Regions from separate parts of the Mus musculus genome. Here regions 1, 3 and 4 are each linked to region 2. A link is a contact called in public ChIA-PET, HiCAR-type and promoter capture Hi-C data. All regions are on one chromosome and are shown on one strand. The core of a region is the stretch at or near the end of the contact, and the rest is flanking DNA. Distances in the headings are between cores, read along the strand shown. Region 1 holds the start of Tbca (tubulin cofactor A). Region 2 holds the start of Aggf1 (angiogenic factor with G patch and FHA domains 1). Region 3 has its middle 46 kb from the start of Gm24032. Region 4 overlaps Sv2c (synaptic vesicle glycoprotein 2c).

Region 1 (2,819 bases), core at 127-2,626, 590 kb after region 2:
CTCATATTCCCCTCCTGTGTTATCACACAGTCTAATGCTCTATCACCGCATCCCAGCTGGAGCCAGGATCCTTGTTTCATTTGCTTGCTCTGCTACTAACCTGAAGTGTGACTTCAGCCACATTCTGAAAACTGCACTCATAAACATGTACTGAGCAAAACCTATATGGTGTATCTTATTTATTTGAATCACACTGTATCAAAAATGTAGCAGGTATTTCTTCCAAAAACTGAATTCAGGGAGAATTTGGACTCTATCTTCCAAATTCAGTAAGAAGAGGCACAGTACAACGATGAAATATGTTCCAGAATACATAAAACCAGATTTGAAGTCAGGCACAATTCAGAACCGACTGTCTATCCCCCCCACCTTCACCCCCGCCCCGCCCCCCTACCATACCCTAGCTGCCTTTGTAATAAAAGCTTCCAAAGTACCGTTCGAAGTACTAAAACTCGGGCAGTATCTCTAAAAGTGATTCTCTCCTCTATGGGTTGACCTCCCTCTGATGGAATATCAATAAACGGTGGAGAGATGGAGCAACAGGAAAAAAAGCTATTTCCCCTGCAGAACGATCTGCTTCGTAAGGAGGCTGTGTATCTTTTCCCTTGGAATGTTTCGGTATGATCAGCTTGGGTCTGAACAAAACTAGTTCTAATGAGCACTGCAATATGTACAGTCGGGAGTCAAGGCAAGTCACAAGACTGGCCTGGCCTATTCCTGGGAGGCAGCAGCCCACAGCTCCGGGGCGAGCTTCGGGGAAGAAGTTTGCAGAGGTGCTCACGTTCAAGCCCCAGTTCCCAAACTCTGGAAGTGAGCCATGTCAGAGGCCAGGGCCCCGCCATTGTGTATTCTGAGTGAGGCCCATGATCTCAGCGTCCCTTAAACTTGAGCGCTGTCCAGTCCACCTGAGGCCAGGCCAGGGCGGACTCCGCCTCCCTACTGCAAAGTTCAGGGAGCCGGCGCCCCGCACGCACAGGCCGAGGCCCTCCAGGCACAGGTCGCCCTCCTCTTCCTCCTCCTCCCGGCCTACGAGCGCGGAGGACGCCTCCGAGCCTCGCACGGAAGGCGGCCAGGCCAGCGCCGAGGTCGCGCCGAGCCCTGCACGGAGGGCGGCAGGGCCAGCGCCGAGGGCGGCTCCCTGCCAGCGCCAGCCTAGGCGTGTGCGGGCCCCTCGCATCCCGCCCGCCGAGGCCTGGAAGCCGCGCCCGCATCGGGCCTACGCTCCGCCCGGCTTCCCCGGCGGTGAGAAGGGAAGAGCGAGCGTCAGCCGCGGAGCCGCCGGCCGTTCCTTACCGCCTCACTACTCCGGTCTTGATCTTGATCTGCCTCACGCGAGGATCGGCCATGGTCCCTAAGGCGCCGCAGGAAGGAGAGGCGGGGCTGCGCGGCGCGCCGGCGCAGAAGGGGCGGTGGAGTGGGCGTGGAGCCCAGAGTGCGCGCATGCGTACCTGGAGAGCCCGACCCCGCCTCGCCTCCCGACTCTTACCTGGAATCCTTGCATCTAGACTGCTGGTACCTAGAGCTGGAGACTCTCAAAGCCCTATACCAGCTGCTTCTCCCTGGTGCTTGGACAGGATTTGTACACAAGCTGCACTTTTATTTTCTCAGTCTCCATAGCCTGAGTTAAGAAACTTTCTGTTCCTGAGAAAGTGAACAGGATTAGCTGCTTAATGGACAGTGTGACTTAGAAACTATTAACAAGGATAATTTTTGTTTTCACTGTCTGTTGTCAAATGGAGAAAGAGATCTGTGTTTGATGAAATAAAATACCATAATGCAGACAGTCAAAAGAAATTTTTAATTTTAATTTAATTTTTTTTTTTACATTCCAATCCATGCCCCCTCTTCCGGTTCCCTTTCTCCATATAGTCCCTTCCCTTTCCAGAGTGTTACTTATGTAAATTGTCTTGTGATGTTTGAGTTTATGGAGAGAGGACTCTGGGAGTAAGGAGGTTCCTCTTGTCCTAAATTTTAGCAAGTTTGTTTCAAGTGTCCAGCAAGACTCCCCGTCCTGAGACATGCTGGCCCCCTACCCCTGAGACAGGGAGAAAACAGTACAGCATTGCACCTTCTTGGCCTAGAGGGGAGCAGCCCTTTCCTCCTAGCCTGATGGCCTGAGACCAATCTGCAGGACTCAAAAGTGGTAGAGTGTAAGAACCAGCTCTCGCAAGTTGTCCTTTGACCTCTGCAAGTTCACTGTGGCTTGCAAATATACACAGAAGTGTATGAAATAAACGCTTGGTTTTTGTTTTTTAAGTTGTGTAAAAGTATGCCTACACTGGCAACAAAATGGCAGAATCCCATCCACAGAGAGAATCTCTGACTGGGGGACTCCGAGGGACTTCTCCAGTGCTTTGTGCAGGGTGTTGTAAGAACCTGTTTCGATGGTGTCATCTATCCGCTCCCTGCTATTTATTTGTTCATCTCCTTTTTCTTGCTACACACTTAATGGACTCAGTCATTTGAGAGCAAATGACTAGCCACCTATCTCACATGTGGAGTTCTATCCTTTAGCGAACACAGGACCCCGGCACTCAACCTCCTTGAAGAGCCCTAAGAAATAATGCCCACGTCACGTGACAGGTGTATAGAGGGTGGCATTCAGCACAATGCCTAAACACAGCAGACATGGGACAACTTTTGACTCCACCATATTTTCCAAGATACAATTTGCATAGAACAAGGCACCCTGAACTGTGTTCTAGAGTCTCTTCCTGTTGAAGCACCCCTACAACCCCCAAGGAATTGAGGCATGGCCTCCATTGCGTCCTCATTTCTTGGTTCTGTTCTTCACTTGATGCTCTTGGCCTCTCCTGACC
Region 2 (2,700 bases), core at 133-2,632:
TTGTTTCTTACTAAGATTGTTGCTATTCTTCAGGACAGCATATTGCTATGTTGCCTAGGCCAGACAAGAACCCAGGATCCTCCTGCCTCAGCTTTTCTTGCTCTGCAGCTCTGGCAGGCCAGGGACTTGCTCTGCCACAGGCTGTCAGTTCACCTGCCTCTGTCTTCTGAGTACTTGAATCACAGGCTTGTATCACCACATGTGACTCTGTACTTTTGAGTAAAGATTTTATTTAACCTTTGTAGCCGAACACTGGAAAAATTCACAAAATGAAAATAAATACTTCTCTTCAGTCTTTTAAAAAGCCCCATCGTATATATTCACTGTACACAGTACTGTGTCGCATAAGGGCATTTTCATACTTTTTTTACATTAAGTATATTCTTTCCTTTACCTTGGCCTCATTTCTCCCCCTTACTAATCTCTTCTCTTCCCCTACACAGTTGCTGTTACTCTCATGTCATAAAAATAATTATCTTTATCCTTATCTATTTATGCTATTAGCAGATCAGATAATATAGATAAATGATTTTATAAATCTATACAAAACCTAGGAACCATGTGTAAGAGAAAACACATGGTATTTGCTTTTCTGGAACTGGCTTAATTCCGTATCTCCAGATATATCTATTTGTAAATATAAACCATTTTGCTACAAATAACTTAATTTTATTTTAATTTATCGTTTAAAAATACATTGCGTATATATGCCATATCTTCCTTAATTCACAACACTGTTGTTAGTCACCTTGTCGGGTTTTGTAACTTAGCTATTATAATTAATATGCCAAGTCTCTCTGTGATATGTTGACTGGGAGTCAGGAGTGGCTTTGCTGGGTCACATACTGACTATGTATAAAAGTAAGGTTTTTTTATTCATATTTTTTTTTTTTTTAAAAAAAAGGCATCCTACAGAACCATCGCGATTATATGGTTGTTTTATGGTAACAGACTAAAGGAGAGCTCATAAGTAGTCCTCCAGTAACAGGAACGGGACAGATGATAGTGATGGTCTTGCAAAGCTATGTAAAGGACATGCTCTTAACAAAGCTATGTCGTGTGAATCCCTTTAGTCTGGGAAGAGAATTCAATGTTAAAGTTCCCATTATAAGGCGAACTTACAAAGTGCACTTCTAAGAATACTTGTACATTGGAAGAACCCTCGATTTTGAATGGGGAAACATTTCACCAATCGGACTCAAACTCCTACACTACAATACAAGGGAAACAATCGGAAGTAAAAACACAGGCCGTTGTTTGGGCACATAAACACCAATTTGTACCCAGCTCCTAGCCCCGTGTACCAGCGCGATCAGACCCTTCTAGCTTTCCGTCGCTTCCTTTTTCCGTCTTGGCTCCGCCCTCCTCCGGCTTAGCGTTTCCGGCTCAGCCCGGAACTAGAGGCTTCCGCTGGGTTCGCTTTAGTTCTCCCGTCCGCTGGCTTCCCGGAGACTGTCACCGGGCGGGTGTCCGCGCGGCCCGGGTAGAGTCGGCTTCGTCCCCAAGCTCGCAGTCCCGGCCGCCGTCTTCGGGGGCGACATGGCCGGGGCCCGCTGCGGTCGTCCGAGCGTGAGGCCGCCCCTCGCAGCCCGCGCGCTCCAGTGGCCCCTGGGCCAGTGGGCCCCGGTGTCGTCCTAAGCAGCCCGGTCCGCGCCCCGCGGGCTCGGCGCTCACGGCCGCATGGCCTCCGAGGCGCCCTCGCCGCCTTCGCCTTCTCCGCCGCCGCCCGCCTCTCCGGAGCCGGAGCTGGCGCAGCTCAGGCGGAAGGTGGAGAAGTTGGAGCGCGAGCTGCGGAGCTGCCGGAGGCAGGTGCGGGAGGTGGAGAAGCTGCTGCAGCACACGGAGCGACTCTACCGCAACGCCGAGAGCGACAACCAGGAGCTCCGCACGCAGGTACGCGGCTGCCGGGGCCAGACCTGCTCCACGGACCCTGGGAAGTCATGACAGCCCAGAGCTGGTCAAAATCCCAAAGACCTGTGGAGCCAGTTGGCCAGTGCCAGCCAATTGGTTTGGGCAGTTGTCTCAGGGCAGGCGAGAATGAACTTCAGCATGGGCTACATGGTCTTGATCGTCTGTCCTACTGGCAATGGGCGCATTTATTTGGGGGGGGGGGTCACGTTTAAGAGTTTTTTGTTATTTGTTTTGTTTGGTTGAGTTTTTAATTCTTATTTTGGTTGATACGAAATCTCCATTTGGGGCCTTGAACTTGCTGTGTAACAGAGGATGACCTTGAAGTTCAACTTTTGATCCATGTCAACACTTCCCAAGTGCTGAGGTTGTGGGCTTGCATTTTTCTCCACCGCCCCCCCCCTTCGCCCCCCAAACACACACATTTGGGATTCAATTGAGAATCTACGCAGGTCAGCCTGGCTTAGGTCTTAAAATGCAGCCCAAGTTTGACTCAAACTCAGACTCCCTCCTAGGCTGGGATTTCAGGCATGAGCCAACACCCACCCATCCCCTTTTGAGAACTTAGAATGCCATTTCCTACCTCGTGTTTCCCTGCTGTTTATAAAGTCAGGGTGATAATAGTGTACAGCAGTGACGTTTAAAAGCAGGAACATAGTTTAGTTTTACACTCTTGAACATACTCCATGTGTAAGGTGACCTCAGTTATCCTCTTGGGTTCACTTGTAGGAAGGTACATCCGCCTTTCTTACAGATACTAGAAATGTGTTTCATTTTCATAATCTGTAGTGA
Region 3 (2,700 bases), core at 68-2,567, 570 kb before region 2:
GCTATGCTACCATAGGAGCGGAAGAGGGAAGAGAAAAGAGTTACAAGCCCAGCACCCACTGTGTGACAGTCACTGTGGTCCTGTTTAGTGATGGTTATAATTTCACTTCCCCTCACATCCATCTCAGAGGAAAGAGATTAAGCCACATCCCACTGGGTCTGCATTTGTAGTAAGGTGCCTTGGACCATGCCTTACACACAGCAGCCACGGGATTCATATCTGTTGTGTGAATAGGCAAAGAATGAAAAGACTCCTGGTATACACATTCACGGCCATCTCGGGTCTGATTCCTGCAACTGCCTCCTTCCCTTCCATATCCGAGTACACAGAAATCAACTAGAGGCAACGCGCTGCCAGGCAACAATTATACTGCCCCTTTAACCTACAAGGCCCTTCTACCATGCTTCCTTCTCAGGTCAGGTTTCCCTAGAAACAGATTAAGAGAGATTTTAGCTGTCTGTTGATGAGTGCTCTTGGAATAGCTGCCTAAGAAGACAGAAGGACATGGCAGGAAGAAATCTCTAGTGTGTGGTAGTGGGAGGCTCTGTGAGGATGGAGAGAGTTCTGGAATTGTCCTGATGGAGGCAAGGGGAGGGACCGTTGCATGCCCACTTTGGGTGACACAGCTGCCTTCCTAGAGGGACTCCACCACGAGACATTAGATATAACACTCCAGACCTCTACAGAGTGAGTGCCTCTGGCCTGCAGGAAGATCTGGAGTGCCTACCTTCCTGTCTCATCTGCCTGCTCTGTGGCTGACTTCCTGTGGCATCCAGAACAGGGGGCACTGTGTCAAAAATGCCACACCAACTCAATTGTGTCTCCCTGACACACTTAATCCAATACCTAGCTGTTCCAGAGGAGACCGAACATGAGAGTTTGACTCTATGTACCACTAAACTTTTAGAGCTAGGCATGGCAGCTCACACATAACTAGCACTTGGGAGGCTGGAGCAGAAGGACTGCCTATCCTGGAAGGCTGCCCTGAGCACACGTAGGAAATAGTAGGCCAGCATGGACTATAGAACAAGAACCCTGTCTAAACAAACCAACAAATCCGCCAAAGTCTTGACTTCCAACAAGAACACACAAAAATACACACATGCTTTTAGCCTTTATTTTGGTAGCTACAACAGCCCTCAATGCTGGGGACTGAACCCAGGGGCTTGCTAGACATTCTTATCACTGAGAAACATCCCCAGTCCTTGATTTCTAAGACAAGATCAAATGTAGCCAAAGCTGGCCTCAAACAGAAGTCCTCTTGCTTTAGCTTCCTGAGTTTGGGACTGGAGGCATGTGCCACAACCCGCATACCACAAGAACCCCCATGGGTTCAGCTGGGGACTTGCTTTAAGTAGGTACAAGTAAGGGAGGTCCCACACACACAGCTGAAAGCAGCTTCTTGTTGACAGCATTGTGAGAGCCTTGAGGTCTGTCCCTGATCAGACACCAGGCTCCCGCTGGTGAATCCCTCCTCCTCACAGGCTGCTCTGAGAGCTGCCTGATTAAAATGCTGCAAGAGCTGAACAGCCACAAATCTAAGTGTCCTAAGTTATCATTTCCCCTATTCCATTTTGTGTGTGTGTGTGTGTGTGCGTGTGCGTGTGTGTGTGTGTGTGTGTGTGTGTGTGAGAGAGAGAGAGAGAGAGAGAGAGAGAGAGAGAGAGAGAGAGAGAGAGAGAGAGAGAGAGAGAGATTTTCTTCTAGGACCCTGCAGCTACTAGAGGAAAGAATAATAAGAAAAAAAAATCTGTAACACAGGAAGATGCTCTGCCTCCTCCATTATTATTGAACTGGTTTTGCACAGTATGCTGATCTCTGAAACGATGAGCTTCCAAACAGCAGCCAATGCTACGGAGACAGTAGAGCTGGCCTCAGGTCTGCAACAAGGCAAGAGACCCCATAGAATAAAGATGTAGGCTGGCGTGATGTACAGGGAAAGATGACCAGAGTAAAATAAAGGACCAGCACTCTGCACATACGTGCTGTTCGGCTCTCCATAGAAAATGCCATTACATGTTCTGAGCATGTAGTTTGGGCCCTCTGATGTCAGAAGGTCACCCATTAGACACTTGTTAGGGAACTTGAAGGACCTGTGGTTTCCATTTGGCCAAGTTCCTTCCAAGTTCCTGAAATTTAACTTAAGCAACATTTATCATCTTGACCAACAAGGCAGAGGTGTTAACTGCAGCAAAGCTAACAGTGCTCAGTGATTAGACCTCCAACTGGAAGAAAAGCAAATGAAGGGATGGAATGGGGTGGGATGGGATGGGAGCCACTCCGTGATAGAGATTCACCCAGCATGAGCAAGGCCTTAGGTTTGATTCCCAGCACAGTAAACACAATTTGAAATTATAAAGCAGTGAAAACAAGCGAAACTGGAGGAGTTTCACCATATTCACCGTAGCTTTACAAACTACAGACCTTCATTCCCCAAAGAAAGCAGAGACAGAAGAGAGAAGAGGCAGGAAGCAGGGATATGAGAATCCCCAAGGATGAGAAATAATTTCCCTTTCTTCCCAGGGTCACATACAACATGGAATTCCTGTCGAGCTTCTCTCTCTCTCTCTCTCTCTCTCTCTTTCTCTCTCTCTCTTTTTCTCTGTGTGTGCTTGTGTGTGTGTGTGTGTGTGTGTGTGTGTGTGTGTGTGTGACTGTGTGACTGTGTGTGACTGTGTGTGTGTGTGACTGTGTGACTGT
Region 4 (2,700 bases), core at 99-2,598, 590 kb before region 2:
GTGGTTAAGAGCACTGACTGTCCTTCCAGACAACCTGAGTTCAATGAATTCACAGCCATCTGTAAGGGGATCTGATGTCCTCTTCTGGTGTGTCTGAAGACAGCAATAGTGTATTCATATAAATAAAGAAATAAGTAAGTAAGTAAGTAAGTAAATAAATAAATAAATAAATGTTTTTAAAATTGAGCACATTATACTGACCTGGCAGCAAATACCCTATAATCATAGTTCTCAAGAAGCTGAGACAGGAGGATTGTAAGTTAAGTGCTAACTGATTCCTGCAAGGTCTCTGATCTCCACATACACACTAGATGAATAAATGAGTATAAAAATAAAATCTAGGAATATTCATTTAGATAACTAATAAGAGGAAAATGAAAATAAAATAATCCTAAAGAAACCCATTGCCAAATCACTATCAATAGGGTAAAGCATTGGAAGGGACCTGGGTGGGTCCGGGTGTGCTGTTAAGAGATCACCCTGTGCAACAAACCTAAAGCAAGAGGTTTGGGGGTGGGGTAGCAAAAACAGTCTCAGAGTGGGGACATGAGACAGACAGACTGAGAGACAGTTAAAACGAGAGGGACAAAATGAGAGAGAGAAAGAGAGAGAGAGGGAGAGAGAGAGAGAACACACACACACCGTGATGTTGACAGATGCCCTTTAAAGGGTCTGTGTTGCATAGCAACTCTTAGCGGTGGTGGGAACTCTTAGCTATGGTCGAAATGCACAGCACTGGATGCTGACGTAAGTAAACTACAGGTGCTGAGTCGCTGAGAAGCAGGCTGATAGTGTCTGACAGACGGCAGTTGTATTTTATACTGGAACAAAATTTGAATTTCCTTATTTCCTCTATTTAAGAGGTGTCACCAAGATTCTGGACACTTATAAAACAAATAACAAGTCACTTTTGTAAAGACTTGAGAGCCTGCTAGATCGCCCAGTCCCACTCCCTGGACAGAGGAGGTGGCCCAGCTTCTCCCAAGCTAAGCAGAGGCTAGCTGACTCCTACGGAAAGAGGCTTTAAGCCTGCTTTTATCCTGAGAGGACTTACACGGAGTGAAATTAACTTTTACTTAGTAGAACCATCCTTCCAACACATTGGACCAAGAAAGAGCTTTTTTTTCTTCTTCTGTACCAAAATAAGAGTCAGTAGAGTCGTACGTACGTCATCAGGAGACCGGCCGCAGCAGTGACAGCTGGCTTCTCTGCCTCCGCGTTTGCTAACAAGCATTTTAATTATCTGCTTCACTAACATACGGCACAAACCACGTAAAGACCATCAGGGTGACTGCGCAGAACGTGTAAGTTTAAAGCTGGACTCCCGAGCATCATTTTCTAAACCTTGACTGTGTTTCTGTCCCTTGCAGAGCAACGGGCTTCGGCTTCTTGAACGCCCTCTGTAAAGCGGCGGCCGTCCTGGGAAACTTAATCTTCGGCTCCTTGGTCAGCATCACCAAAGCCATCCCCATCCTGCTGGCTTCCACTGTGCTCGTGTGTGGAGGACTCGTGGGGCTGCGCCTGCCCGACACACGAACCCAGGTTCTGATGTGACGTGACAAAAGCCATTCCCTTCCTCCCACCGTGGGTCGGTCGTATTGCCTGACTCAAAGCTTCAGAGTTTTAATGTATAGAAAGGTGGCCAAGTATCAGAACACAAACTTTTGCTGTGATGTAACGTGTAGCTGCGTATTGTCTTACCCCGCCAGTGTGATTTGCAGGGTTTCCCGCCCCCCCTCCCCCCGTGCACTGTTAGCTTTTCCTAACTGTGATGTTCCTGCTTCTCAGTGCCCAGTGGAAGTGTTCCTAAAATGTCTCAGTTGACCAGGCTTCCCCAAGGACTACATTCACCAAGAATCTAAAAAGTCTGTGCTGGTGTAAGAAATAGACCCTGCTGGCGACGCTCTACTAACAGGAAGTTTAAATTGGCATAATTTTGTGCTGAGGAAAGGGATTTCTTTTTCTTCTTTTTTCTTTCTCTCTTTCTTTCTCTCTCTTTCTTTCTTTCTTTCTTTCTTTCTTTCTTTCTTTCTTTCTTTCTTTCTTTCTTTCTTTCTTTCTTTCTTTCTTTCTTTCTTTCTTTCTTTCTTTCTTTCTTTTTCTCATACCGAGTGATACTTCCTGTTTTCTTAGAAAAAAGACAGCCTGCCAGCCACTCTAGCTGTTACAGCAGGGGGTTTCAAGACAATTGTGTGACACCAAGCACTTCTGGGCGGGGCTCTTTTGGGCAGGATGATTAGGGTGGTTTTGTTAACAAGAAAAGTTTAAAGTCTATCCCCACTTGGCAACGAAACCCTACCTGAGCAGCACAAGGCAGATTTTTAGATAGAAATTGGAATTCACAACCAAAGCCATTTGGGAAACACAGACGGGAGCCTCTCTTGTACGGTCCCTTGCGGGTCAACACCACCCACCCTCCTTTGATCAACTGTCCACTGTTACATTTTTAGCCCAAATCTCCACATCAGGTCATGTCCCTCCAGTGTCCCCAGGCTGTGGGCTCCTAGCCTTGTCTCTGGACAGTTTTTGAGCCTGCCTGCTCTCCCCAGCAACCCTCCGGCAGGCAGGACAGCATTTCCTGGTGGGTGAATATCTGTTTTACCTCTGGAATCTTCCTGAGCATGGAAGGAGGGAGGGGTCAGCAGGACGTTCCCACGGGCCAGCTGTCAGCTAAAGGACCTTCGAGTCTCTTGCCCGGTG

The links. Promoter capture Hi-C pulls out the DNA fragments that hold promoters and counts their contacts. ChIA-PET counts read pairs in DNA pulled down with a chosen protein or histone mark. HiCAR-type assays count read pairs that join an accessible place to other places.
Region 1: a contact with region 2 is called in a HiCAR-type map of fibro-adipogenic progenitors, with 4 times the contacts expected there. The contact joins the promoter of Tbca here to the promoter of Aggf1 in region 2. A contact is called at or near these places in 2 of 39 promoter capture datasets (the C10 cell line and pre-B cells), 3 of 484 Hi-C or Micro-C datasets (CD4 T cells, double positive thymocytes and erythroblasts) and 2 of 115 datasets of contacts at active chromatin or transcription factors (fibro-adipogenic progenitors and memory CD8 T cells).
Region 3: an RNA polymerase II ChIA-PET map of memory CD8 T cells shows a contact between it and region 2, with 29 read pairs. The contact joins the enhancer-like site here to the promoter of Aggf1 in region 2. A contact is called at or near these places in 3 of 39 promoter capture datasets (HPC-7-derived erythroid cells, embryonic stem cells and pre-B cells), 2 of 484 Hi-C or Micro-C datasets (the G1E-ER4 cell line and embryonic stem cells) and 1 of 115 datasets of contacts at active chromatin or transcription factors (memory CD8 T cells).
Region 4: a contact with region 2 is called in a promoter capture Hi-C map of fetal liver, with 3 times the contacts expected there. The contact joins the enhancer-like site here to the promoter of Aggf1 in region 2. A contact is called at or near these places in 7 of 39 promoter capture datasets (HPC-7-derived erythroid cells, embryonic stem cells, fetal liver and 3 more), 5 of 484 Hi-C or Micro-C datasets (CD4 T cells, the G1E-ER4 cell line and embryonic stem cells), 2 of 115 datasets of contacts at active chromatin or transcription factors (embryonic stem cells and memory CD8 T cells) and 1 of 9 other capture datasets (liver).

Annotation. Positions count from the first base shown.
Region 1 is chr13:94,787,477-94,790,295 of GRCm38.p6, reverse strand. It overlaps Tbca (tubulin cofactor A), which reads right to left and starts at 1,376. Exons shown (of 4, transcript NM_009321.3): 1 at 1,294-1,376. The coding sequence starts at 1,346.
Region 2 is chr13:95,374,039-95,376,738 of GRCm38.p6, reverse strand. Aggf1 (angiogenic factor with G patch and FHA domains 1) reads left to right here and starts at 1,382. Exons shown (of 14, transcript NM_025630.3): 1 at 1,382-1,893. The coding sequence starts at 1,681.
Region 3 is chr13:95,941,463-95,944,162 of GRCm38.p6, reverse strand. No RefSeq gene overlaps it. Among named protein-coding and RNA genes, the nearest start is that of Gm24032, 46 kb to the right of the region's middle. Within about 2 kb of position 1,317, at least 58 of the 459 cell types and tissues checked have an H3K27ac peak or open chromatin away from gene starts, as enhancers often do. A contact at or near this core is called in memory CD8 T cells, where this site is marked.
Region 4 is chr13:95,960,134-95,962,833 of GRCm38.p6, reverse strand. It overlaps Sv2c (synaptic vesicle glycoprotein 2c), which reads left to right. Exons shown (of 13, transcript NM_029210.1): 13 at 1,371-2,700. The coding sequence ends at 1,554. Among named protein-coding and RNA genes, the nearest start is that of Gm24032, 64 kb to the right of the region's middle. Within about 2 kb of position 1,348, at least 126 of the 459 cell types and tissues checked have an H3K27ac peak or open chromatin away from gene starts, as enhancers often do. A contact at or near this core is called in the G1E-ER4 cell line, fetal liver, hematopoietic stem and progenitor cells and 2 more, where this site is marked.